Regions from separate parts of the Pan troglodytes genome. Here region 2 is linked to region 1. The links are chromatin contacts, called in public Hi-C maps. All regions are on one chromosome and are shown on one strand. Each heading gives the region's core, a stretch centred on a gene start, on an enhancer-like site or on the middle of the called end of the contact. The rest is flanking DNA. Distances are from core to core; before and after follow the strand shown. Region 1 holds the start of VPS36 (vacuolar protein sorting 36 homolog). Region 2 holds the start of SUGT1 (SGT1 homolog, MIS12 kinetochore complex assembly cochaperone).

The links. A called contact is a pair of places that touch in the nucleus more often than the background predicts.
Region 2: a Hi-C map of stem cell-derived neural progenitor cells shows a contact between it and region 1, with 4 times the contacts expected there. The contact joins the promoter of SUGT1 here to the promoter of VPS36 in region 1. A contact is called at or near these places in 1 of 7 Hi-C or Micro-C datasets (stem cell-derived neural progenitor cells) and 1 of 1 datasets of contacts at active chromatin or transcription factors (stem cell-derived excitatory neurons).

What each region holds. Positions count from the first base shown.
Region 1 is chr14:57,851,911-57,857,169 of NHGRI_mPanTro3-v2.0_pri, forward strand. It overlaps VPS36 (vacuolar protein sorting 36 homolog), which reads left to right and starts at 2,732. Exons shown (of 14, transcript XM_509796.8): 1 at 2,732-2,999. The coding sequence starts at 2,904.
Region 2 is chr14:58,142,961-58,147,899 of NHGRI_mPanTro3-v2.0_pri, forward strand. SUGT1 (SGT1 homolog, MIS12 kinetochore complex assembly cochaperone) reads left to right here and starts at 2,276. Exons shown (of 14, transcript XM_063792162.1): 1 at 2,276-2,433; 2 at 2,726-2,842; 3 at 2,930-2,987. The coding sequence starts at 2,805.

The sequences.
Region 1 (5,259 bases), core at 1,482-3,981:
AGTCATTCCTCCTGTGGTCATGTGAAGAAGGTAAAGTGCCTGTGAGAGAACAGGGAAGGACAATCTGAAAGTTAGGAGGATAATGGGGTCACAAAGTCTGGGGAAGAGAGAAGCTGAAGAAAGAGGTAATGGACCACAGTGTTGGGCACTACAGAGGTCCAGTAGGATTGGGACTGAAAGGAACCATTTGATTCAGAAGGTGGGAGGTCCTGGCAAAAACATCCTGGGGATGGCTGGGCGTGGTGGCTCATGCCCGTAATCCCAGCACTTTGGGAGGCCAAGGCGGGTGGATCACCTGAGGTCAGGAGTTCAAGACCAGCTTTGCCAACATGGTGAAACCCTGTCTCTACAAAATATACAAAAGTTAGCCAGGCGTGGTGGCAGGCGCCTGTAATCCCAGCTACTCAGGAGGCTGAGGCAGGAGAATCGCTTGAACCCAGGAGTCAGTGGTTGCAGTGAGCCGAGATTGTGCCATTGCACTCTAGCCTGGGCGGCAGAGTGAGACTCTGTCTCAAAAAAAAAAAAAAAAAAAAAAAAAAGCATAGACCTAAATGTAAGAACCAAAACTATGAAGCTTCTAGAAGAAATTATAGGAGAAAATCTTAGTGACTTTGTGTTAGGCAAAGATTTCATAATCAGTATCAATCTCTGGTTTGTGGAAAAAAGATTTCTTAAATAGGCAAATTCCATGAACTATGAAAGAAAAAAATACACTGGACTTCATAAAAATTAAAACCTTTTGTCTATTCATTTATTGCCATATATAAGCCACATGACGTTTCTCCTTGCTCCAGCCTGGATACAGGAAACCCTTATACGGTTGTCTATCCCAGCAGCTATCATATGCCAGGCTTCTATTTGTGTCCTACAGACTGTACATCCCTCAAGGGCAGAAAACATACCTTGCAAATGTCCTCACTGCCTAACATGTTGATAATTGCAAAGCCCAGGCAAAACTGCACAGTTCCACATCTGATTAGGACGCTTAGGTCACGTTACTTTCAATTAAAAAAGACTAAAAAGTTGGTAAACAATCAAATGCTCAAAAATCAGGCAATGATGGTAAATTGTGATATATATTGATAGCATATTAGAGCAAATCAAATGTTTTCAAAGAACTTTTGGTTATTGGGTATATGGTCATGATGGAAATTGAAAAATACGAAATACAGAAGACACTGTTTAGAAATAGACCAAAATACACACAGGATTTTGGAACACGGTAAAAGTAGCAATTCATTTCGGGGGAGAGATGGCTTATATTCATTGGAAAGAGCCTTTCCTTTCTTTTAAAGCCTAGCCACAGACCACTGACTCCACGACTGGGGGAAATGTGGAGCCCTGGGGGCAGAGAGCAAGCCTGCCTTCTGTCCCTCTGCCCCTGTGCCCCTCTGCCCACGTGGGCACGCAGCCTTAGTTAAGACCCCAATAAGTGGTAGGCTCTCTAAAATGTGTTCACAACCTTTAAAGCAGTCATTCTATTTTAGGAAGACACTGTAAGAAAATAATCCTAAAGAGAAAAATATGTATCAGTTGTAGAAGGACATCTATAAGGTGCTCCATTTATTTATTTATTATTTATTATTATTATTTTTGAAGCAGAGTCTCGTTCTGTCGCTCAGACTGGAGTGCAATGGTGCGATCTCGGCTCACTGCAACCTCCACCTCCAGGGTTCAAGCGATTCTCTTGCCTCAGCTTCCCGAGTAGCTGGGATTACAGGCACCCGCCACCACGCCGGGCTAATTTTTTGTATTTTTAGTAGAGACAGGGTTTCTCTATGTTAGCCAGGCTGGTATCGAACTCCTGACTTGTGATCCGCCCGCCTTGTCCTCCCAAAGTGCTGGGATTACAAACGTGAGCCACCGCGCCCGGCCAGGTGTTCCATTTATAAAGCAAAATACAAAAATGAAATGGCTAGGGGCACGAGGCCGCCTGGTGGGTGAGAGCAGCGGCCATGGATGGCTTTGCGCAGACCAACAAACAGCTAAATTATAGAGGAACTACATATTGAAATGTAAATTCACGCATGAGGTCTGTATTAATATTGAAAATGCCTAAATAAAAATAATCTTTTTTTTCTGAGCCTGGGGGTGGGGGCGTGGAGTGGCGTGGGGGAGTTGGGGTGGAGGGGGAAAGGGTCTTTCTATGTCGCCCACTGGTGTCAAACTCCTGGGTTCAAGCAATCCTCCCGCCTCAGCTTCGGAAGCAGCTGGGAATACAGGCGCGCGCATCAAGCCCGGTTAAATAAAATCTGTTTCCCCCAGTTAAAAAAAATTAATTTGTGTGGGTACATAGGTGTATATATTTCTGGGGTATATGGGATATTTTGATACAGGCATACACTGTATAATAATCACATCAGGGTAAATGAGGTATCCGTTACCTCAAGCATTTATCCTTTGTGTTACAATATAATCTTAAAGGGAAAAAAAGAGCAGCACAGGTAATACTGACTGCAGCTGTACAGAAACAATGCGTGCCATAAATATTCATTTGAAAGAGAGGGGTTATGATTATTTACAATCATTAGCGAATGTGGCAACATTCTGGGCACTGACAAGAAAACTGCCACAAACATGCAGGCATAATGCACAATAAGCAAGTCCAAGCTGTGGTCGGGGCTCCCTCGCGTCCCTGTAAGCTCTGAATTTAGAATGGGGTGGACCGCCTGCTGATCAAGGGTTCTAAAAGGCCGGCGGCTAATGGACCGCCAGGGGGCGCTCCACGTACGTCTCCACGTCCCCGGGCGCACCTCGCGGCCGCGCCCGCTCGCTGCCAGGCCGCTCCCTCCGTCCCTCACCCGCCCCGACTCGCTTCCGTCCCGTCCGACGCCAGGGGGCGCCGCAGGCTGCCTGGCGCGCTGCTCGCGGCCTCGGAGGGCCGGGGCTGGGTGGCAGCGGCCATGGACCGCTTCGTTTGGACCAGCGGCCTCCTGGAGATCAACGAGACCCTGGTGATCCAGCAGCGCGGGGTGCGAATCTACGATGGCGAGGAGAAGGTAGGGGGTCTGCCAACCTTCCCAACGGGCTGGCGGAAGGGACCCCCGGTGGGCGCGCGGCCCGGCTCAGCGCGGCCCGGGTCGGCGCGGCCCGGTCCCCGGCCTAGCTCACGGCCCTCGGCGGCCCGGCAGGCCTCTGTGCGGGGTGCAGCGCTCTTGCGCTCCCCGCCGGTCGGTAGCACGCGGCGTGGGGCGCTCGGCTGCCTCCCCAGCGCGGGTCCCAACTTTGGCACGGTTCCCAGCAGGCGCGGATCGCGGCCGCTTCCCTCCGCCCGGAATGCTTCCGGGAGCGCACAGCTGCAATGCCCGGGAGAAGGAGCGCTCGCCGTCTGCGGGCGCCGGGCGGAGATCGGGCAGTCGACTTCCTTGGCGTGGTTCCAGACCCCCTGACGACACCAACCTCGGCGTCGGCACCGGACAGCCCCGTTCCGCCTTTCTGTGAGGAGGGCGCGGTGGCCGTACAGTCCGTGCCCCAGCGGAAGCTTTAGCTTGGACCTTGTGCAGTCGGAGGGATTAGCATATCTGGGCAGAGGGGTGAGGGATTGCTTCGAAAGGATTTCCTAAAGAGGTATCAGTGCTTCATTGGAATGCCCTTGCCAAAGGCTATTGGGTTTTTGTTTTGTTTTCTAATTGCTTTAGAAAGGCGTTCTGAGCGTGTTTTGTAAAGTGTTATATTAATAGTAGACCGTGCCTTGTAGTGCAAGCATAAATCTTAGAAGGTGCGTTTGCAAATCGAGAGGAGAAATAGGAAGTGTAAGTAAATATTTTGTAGATACTTTGTTGAAACTATGAAATATCTTGTCCTGGATTGAAATGGATAAACTGGAATTAGAAAAATTTTAAAACTCATTTACCCACAAGCATTTTTGATTTCCAGAAGTTTTAATTTGCTACCTCTCTTCCCTTGCCGTTTTATTAACGACACTTTCCGCTGTACTTTGATATAAGTTCCTCAACTCAGCTTTTCCCGGTAAGTGCTTACAGCTATTTAGAGGCACAGGTGACATTGGACCCAGGTCCTCTGACTCTCTTAGGGCATTTTCTATGGGCTGTGTTGCCTGTATTATTGAGTAAAGGTCTTTTCCTTAAATAATTTGCTTGGACCTAACTTCACTTACTGCCTTAGCACTTCTTAATTTAATTAATTAATTAATTAATTTTGAGACAGAGTCTCGCTCTATCGCCAGGCTGGAGTGCAGTGGCGCGATCTGGGCTCACTGCAACCTCCGCCTCCCAGATTCAAGCGATTCTCCTGCCTCAGCCTCCTGAGTAACTGGGATTACAGGCGCCTGCAACCATGCCCGGCTAATTTTTGCATATTTAGTAGAGACGGGGTTTCACCACATTGGCCAGGCTGGTCTCTAACTCCTGACCTCAAATGATCCGCCCGCCTGGGCCTCCCAAACAGCTGGGATTACAGGCTCTTGAGCCACTGTGCCCAGCCTGCCTTGGCACTTTAACTATCTTGATCTCAAGATGAGTCTTCCATCCCCGGATTGGAGTGACAAGCTATTTTTTTCTCCTTTCTTACCAATTTACATCTTTGTGACTATTTAAAATGGGAAGGTTAATCCACCTCCCCTTCCTCGGCGTTTTGATTTTGCCTCCCCTTTGAGAGGAACCGAATGTTGACAGTGTTAGATCTGTCCTCAGAGACTCCTCCAGTGCCACTCCCTGAGGGAGCACTAGGAAGTCATGCTTTTGCAGAGCATGGCATGATACTGTTCTATGGAACTCCAATTTGAAGACTAGGAACACCTTTGCTGGCAGGCAGTATAGCTGTGATAGATTTAAAACAGTGTAAAATAACAACCATTAGTAGTTTTATATGAAAGATACATTGTTGAAGTTTTAATTTTTACTTTAAAATTTTTGCTGCTTGTATTAGCAGACAAGTATATAGATGTCAGAGGTTTAAGAAACAAATCATGGGGAAAACATTGCTTTAGACCCTGTGATCTAGTCCAGAATTAACTCTTCTAAAAGCTTGAAATTGGAGTGGAGCTCTAAGAGGAGTCTCCTTACCACTGTGCCCCAAAGCTGGACTTAGTGACTTGCTGAGCTGCCTTGCGGTCCCTAGGCTGAATGGGGCACAGGCTGACTCCTGGGGGAAGGTGCGGTATCCTGGCTTCCTTCATCTTTTGGAAGGTTTCCAGACCTCCTGTGGTGCTAGAGACTTTACAAGGTTACACACATTAGCCCCCAAATCTGGTGAAATTAGTCTCCCTTTTAGGATGCCTCACTGGCTCCTTTGGCCTAG
Region 2 (4,939 bases), core at 1,026-3,525, 290 kb after region 1:
GTGTCCCCACCCAAATCACATGTCAAATTGCAATCCCCAATGTCGGAGGTGGGGCCTGGTGGGAGGTAACTGGATCATAGGGGTGGGTTTCTCATGAATGGTTAAGTACCACCTCTCTTGGTACTGTCCTTGCAACAGTGAATTCTTGTGAGATCTGGTTGTTTAAAAATGTGTAGCACCTACCCCCACCCTACTTGCTCCTGCCATGTAAGATGGCTGCTCTACCTTTGCCTTGTGCGGTGATTGGAAGCTTCCTGAGGCCTCTGCAAAAGTAGAAACTGCTATGCTTCTTGTACAGTCTGCAAAACCATGAGTGAATTAAACATTTTTTCTTTATAAATTACCTAGTCTCAGTTATTTATAGCAATGCAAGAACAGACATATGGTACCACAGTTTTCCAAAATGATTAAACTCTCACCAACAATATATGAAAGATACAGTTGCTACATATCCTTGTCAATGCTTGGTATTGGAAGTCCTTTTAATTTAAGCCATTCTGGTGGTAGTTTTGGTATCTCATTGATTTCAATGTCCATAATATATAGAACTTCTTTTCATGTTGGGCCCATAGGTCGGTCTTGGAATTCACCCTTTCAGAGGCCATACATATATGTGTATTGGTGCATGGCAGAGGCTGGTGTACACACATTAGTGTATGGCTGAGCCATAACTGGAGCATACCTGAGACTAACCCTATGGTTTAAGAACTTACGTTTGGAGTCCTGGGCTAAGGAATCCAGGAGTAGCCAACCCAGAGATTCACTCCTTATCTATGAAGGACATCCACATCCCTGGCCCGTATCTTACGCTGTACAGATCAAGGCCCTTTGTTTGGGGTTAAATGGAGGTTGCTAGAAGGAGAGTGCTAAGTGAAAATGCTATATAGACTACGTGCTTTTTACAAATGGTAGCAGTTCTCCAGGTCAGCCCTCCACCACCGGACCACCCTTGTATGTAAATCCTGAATAAACCTTGTCTCCTTCACTGACTCTGCCTCTCTTCTTACAGTGCCATCCCAACTGGAGTCAGTGGGGTCCAGAAGGACAATTGGCCATTTAGATAACATTTGAAAATTAACCAAGGTAATTCACAGTAACATTAAAAAATACAAATGAACATTTCAATAAAGGCAGAAAAAGCAGTTGATATTCAATGCTTTCCTCCTGATGTTATGACCAAGACAAGGAAGTCCATTATCACTGTTTTTATTCAATAGTGGAAACACTAGCCAGCAACAAAAGGCAAAAATAAATAAAAATAAAAGGTATAAAGGTTACAGAGAAGTTAAACCATCTTTATTCGTGGATTGCAAGATTTTGATCACAGAAATTCCGAAAGAATCTACAGAGTATTACAAATAACAAGGGAACTTAGCAAGATGCTTGCATATAAGGTCAGTATGTTAAAATCAATATTGTTTATTCTTACGAGTAGAATATAAAAAAGTCAAAATGCCATTTAACATTGTATACAAAACACTACTCAAGAATAAATCTAATGAAAGATATATATGATCTCTATACTGCAATCTATCCAAGCACAGCTGCATTAAAATATAGATATATGTGCAATCTACAAAATATTGCCAGGAGAAATTAAAGACCACTTAAATAAATGGTGGGGGAAGAATGATATTCATGGATTGAAGGACTTGTTGTTAAGATACTAGTTTTCCCAAACAGATCTATAGATTCAATGCGAGCCCAATAAAAAATCCCCCCCCCCTTTTTAACAAGCTAATTCCAAAATTCACCTAGAAATACAAAGGCCGTAGAATAAGCCAAAACAATCTTGGGAGAATAAGTTACAGGACTTAAAGATTTATTATAAAACTACATTAAATTAACATAGTTTGGTACTGGTATAAAGTTAGACAAAGACTACTCCCTCCCGCTCCTCAATCTGCCCCCATCCCTAGAACGTGCTGGCAGCTTTCTCCATCCGATCTGCAAGGGTTAAAGGGCGCTGAGGAAGGGCTGACCGACTGGGGTGGGAAACAAAGCGGCACTGAGATAACTTCAGGCCACCTTCCTCCCCTCAGTACCTTCGGATGAAAGGTTTCCCTTCTTGGTCTGGGAAGCCCACTAAGAAGAAAGCCTGGGCTGTAGCGTTCTGGGGAAGTGAATAGTACGGCCGCCGGGCGCGTCGCCCCAGGAACCAGAAGGCTTTTTGCCGCTATTAGAGCAGAATGACTTCCGGCAAGTCCCAGCCGTTTAGAATTCCCAGCCCAAAGATCGCGGGGATCCACGCGTCATCCGGGCCTCTGCTCCCGGAAGAGACCACGCAGCCGCGGAAGACGTAATGGAGGCGAAAGGGCTTGGCTACCTGTGGCAGCCATGATAAAAACTAGGGAAAATGGGAGCTCGAAGTAGCTTGCGTTATTAACAGACATACAAACGCCCCTAACCGCCACACGTTCCTTAGGGATGACAGTACGTTACAAAACTGCTTCTAAACTACTACTGAAAGCTCCGTGGGAGGGCCCGCTGGCGTGGGCGCGGTGGAAGGGAGGGAGAACGTGTACGCCCCAGGCCTCCGTAACCATGGCTGCGAGGGGCGGGGACTGGGAGCGCGGGTCCTGGGCCGGGGTGGGGCTGGGAGGAATCGGTCCTCCACTGTCCCAGCCGGCCCCGCGCCGGCGTGTCGCCTCCCGTCCCCCTAGCAGCGCGCTGCGTGGCTGCTCGCTGGCTATTTAGGACGGAAGCTCGGTTGGTGTTTCTCCAGAAGTTTCCCCCTTGGGCGGCCGTGGAGGTGGTAACCGTAATAGTAGCAGCTCCGGCGGCAGCAACAGCGACTACGAGGGATGGCGGCGGCTGCAGCAGGAACTGCAACATCCCAGAGGTGCATGTTTTTCTTTCCCTTTGCTATTTATTTTATCCCCCTTTCCTTGGCTAGTGAGCCCTGCTGAAGTCGTTGTTTTCCTGACAGGTTTTTCCAGAGCTTCTCGGATGCCCTAATCGACGAGGACCCCCAGGCGGCGTTAGAGGTGAGAGAGCCCATTTCTGCTTCCTCCACTCTTCTTAGGGGAGCTGGGCCACTTCGGGTCCCCGCTGACCCGCCTTCTCCCCGCACCGCCGGACAGGGACCCAGGCTCCTGTTGATGCTGCGTCTCAGCTCCGGTATTGAGATTCTCGGTCTCTTTTCTCTGTTACACGGTAGCCGCGTTACCCCAGACTCCTGTCTTGCCCTTTCCACTCCCTACAGCTCCTGAGAAAAACCTCCTCTATTTCTTGGGAGCATGGTTGGCATTTGTAGTTTGGCTGAAAGGATTTTTTTAAAAATGACATTTATGATTAGAGAAGTGGACTCTGGGCTCGATGAAGTTAATTTTTTCGTTTGACAATAATTCTTGCCATTCTTATGTAAAAGTGTCGGTAGGAAGTTAGTCTACTGGAGCAAAACCCTTTTCCCTCACGTCCCTGAAACTTTCCAGATGTCTTATCACAATTCATTATTCACTCATTTGTATATTCATCAAAATTTTTTTTGGAGTGGCTGTGTGCAAAGGCGCTGATTGCTGTGGGTTAAAGTCTTGGTTATATACTCAGCTAACCTAGAACTCACTTTTTGGAGGTGTGCAATGAAGACAAACCGTAAAGCTGTAAAGGAATGTAAAAGATCAAGAGTTAAGTAATAAGAATTAAAGGAGAACCTAAAGATAAATGATGCTGCGGGTCACAGAATTTAGCCAGGAGTTTTTGTTTGTTTTTGCGTTAAATCACAGAAAAGAGGAAACCTGTTTTGCTGTTACGTTTAACAATTTGAGGCAAGACAGCGTCTTTTCTAGCTATGAGTTTTATAAGAAATGTGCCACATGGTACTAGAGCCTCCGTTGAGGAGATCTTTGAGTGGAGATTTGAAGGAACAAGGGAATTAACTTGGAAGCTCTGGGGAAAGAATATTCCAGGCAGGACCAAGAGCCAGTGCAGATCCTGAGGTAGGAATGAAGTTGGCCTGTATGTGAAGCAACAAAAAGGCCCTTTTTATTAGAGGGCCCATTTGATTAAGAGAGGTTGGACAGGAAACTAGGAGCCAGGTCCTATAAGGCCTTTTAGGGTCCAGGTATGTTTTTTACACCTAAATATACAGACCTTTAGATACTGGGAGTAAGGCTTCTGGGATGAGTTTGGGTATAATGTTACAGGAAGCACTGAGAATTTTTCTCCATAATTTCTTGTATTAGCTAGACAGCTATTACTTTTAATTGACATTTGTTATTGTCGTGTTAGACCTAGTGCTTCCTTTGGGAATCCAGTTTATATAAAAGTTGCTTTTAAACAGTATTAACATAATGAATTTTACTGTCACTTTCCATCTTCTTTTACTTTAAAAATTTTTATGGAGGCATATATGATTTATGTAAATAACACAGATTTTAAGTCTATAGTTTGATGAGTTTTCACATGTTTACACCACCAGATTAAGATACAGAGTATCTCCATTCATAATGCTTCTTCTCAGCCAGTAATTCTTCTTACTGTCCTGCTGACTCCTGTTTTGACCTCCATCACCATCAGTTAGTTTTGTTTGTTCTTGACTCATAAACAGAATCATACAGTAGGTGCTTTATTGAATGTAGACACTCTGTTTTTGCTTTAATGATTACATAAGTATACATTCATATTGTGTGAAGTAGTAGTTCTTTCGCATTGCTGTGTAATATTCCATTGTATAAATATATGTTGTATAGCCGTAAGTACGGCGCAATTTATTCTAACAGTGGACATCTGGGTTATTTCCAGTTATTAGCTAACATAAAGCTTCTGTGAATACTCTTGTACATGTATTTTGGTGAACACATGCATTTCTTTTGGTTGTATGTACCTAGGAGAAGAATTGCCTAGGATAGTCATGTGGCTAGTATTAGTACCTTGGTTTTTAATGTATGGCTCTTGGACCAGCATTATCAGCATCACCTGGCAATTCATTAGAAGTGCA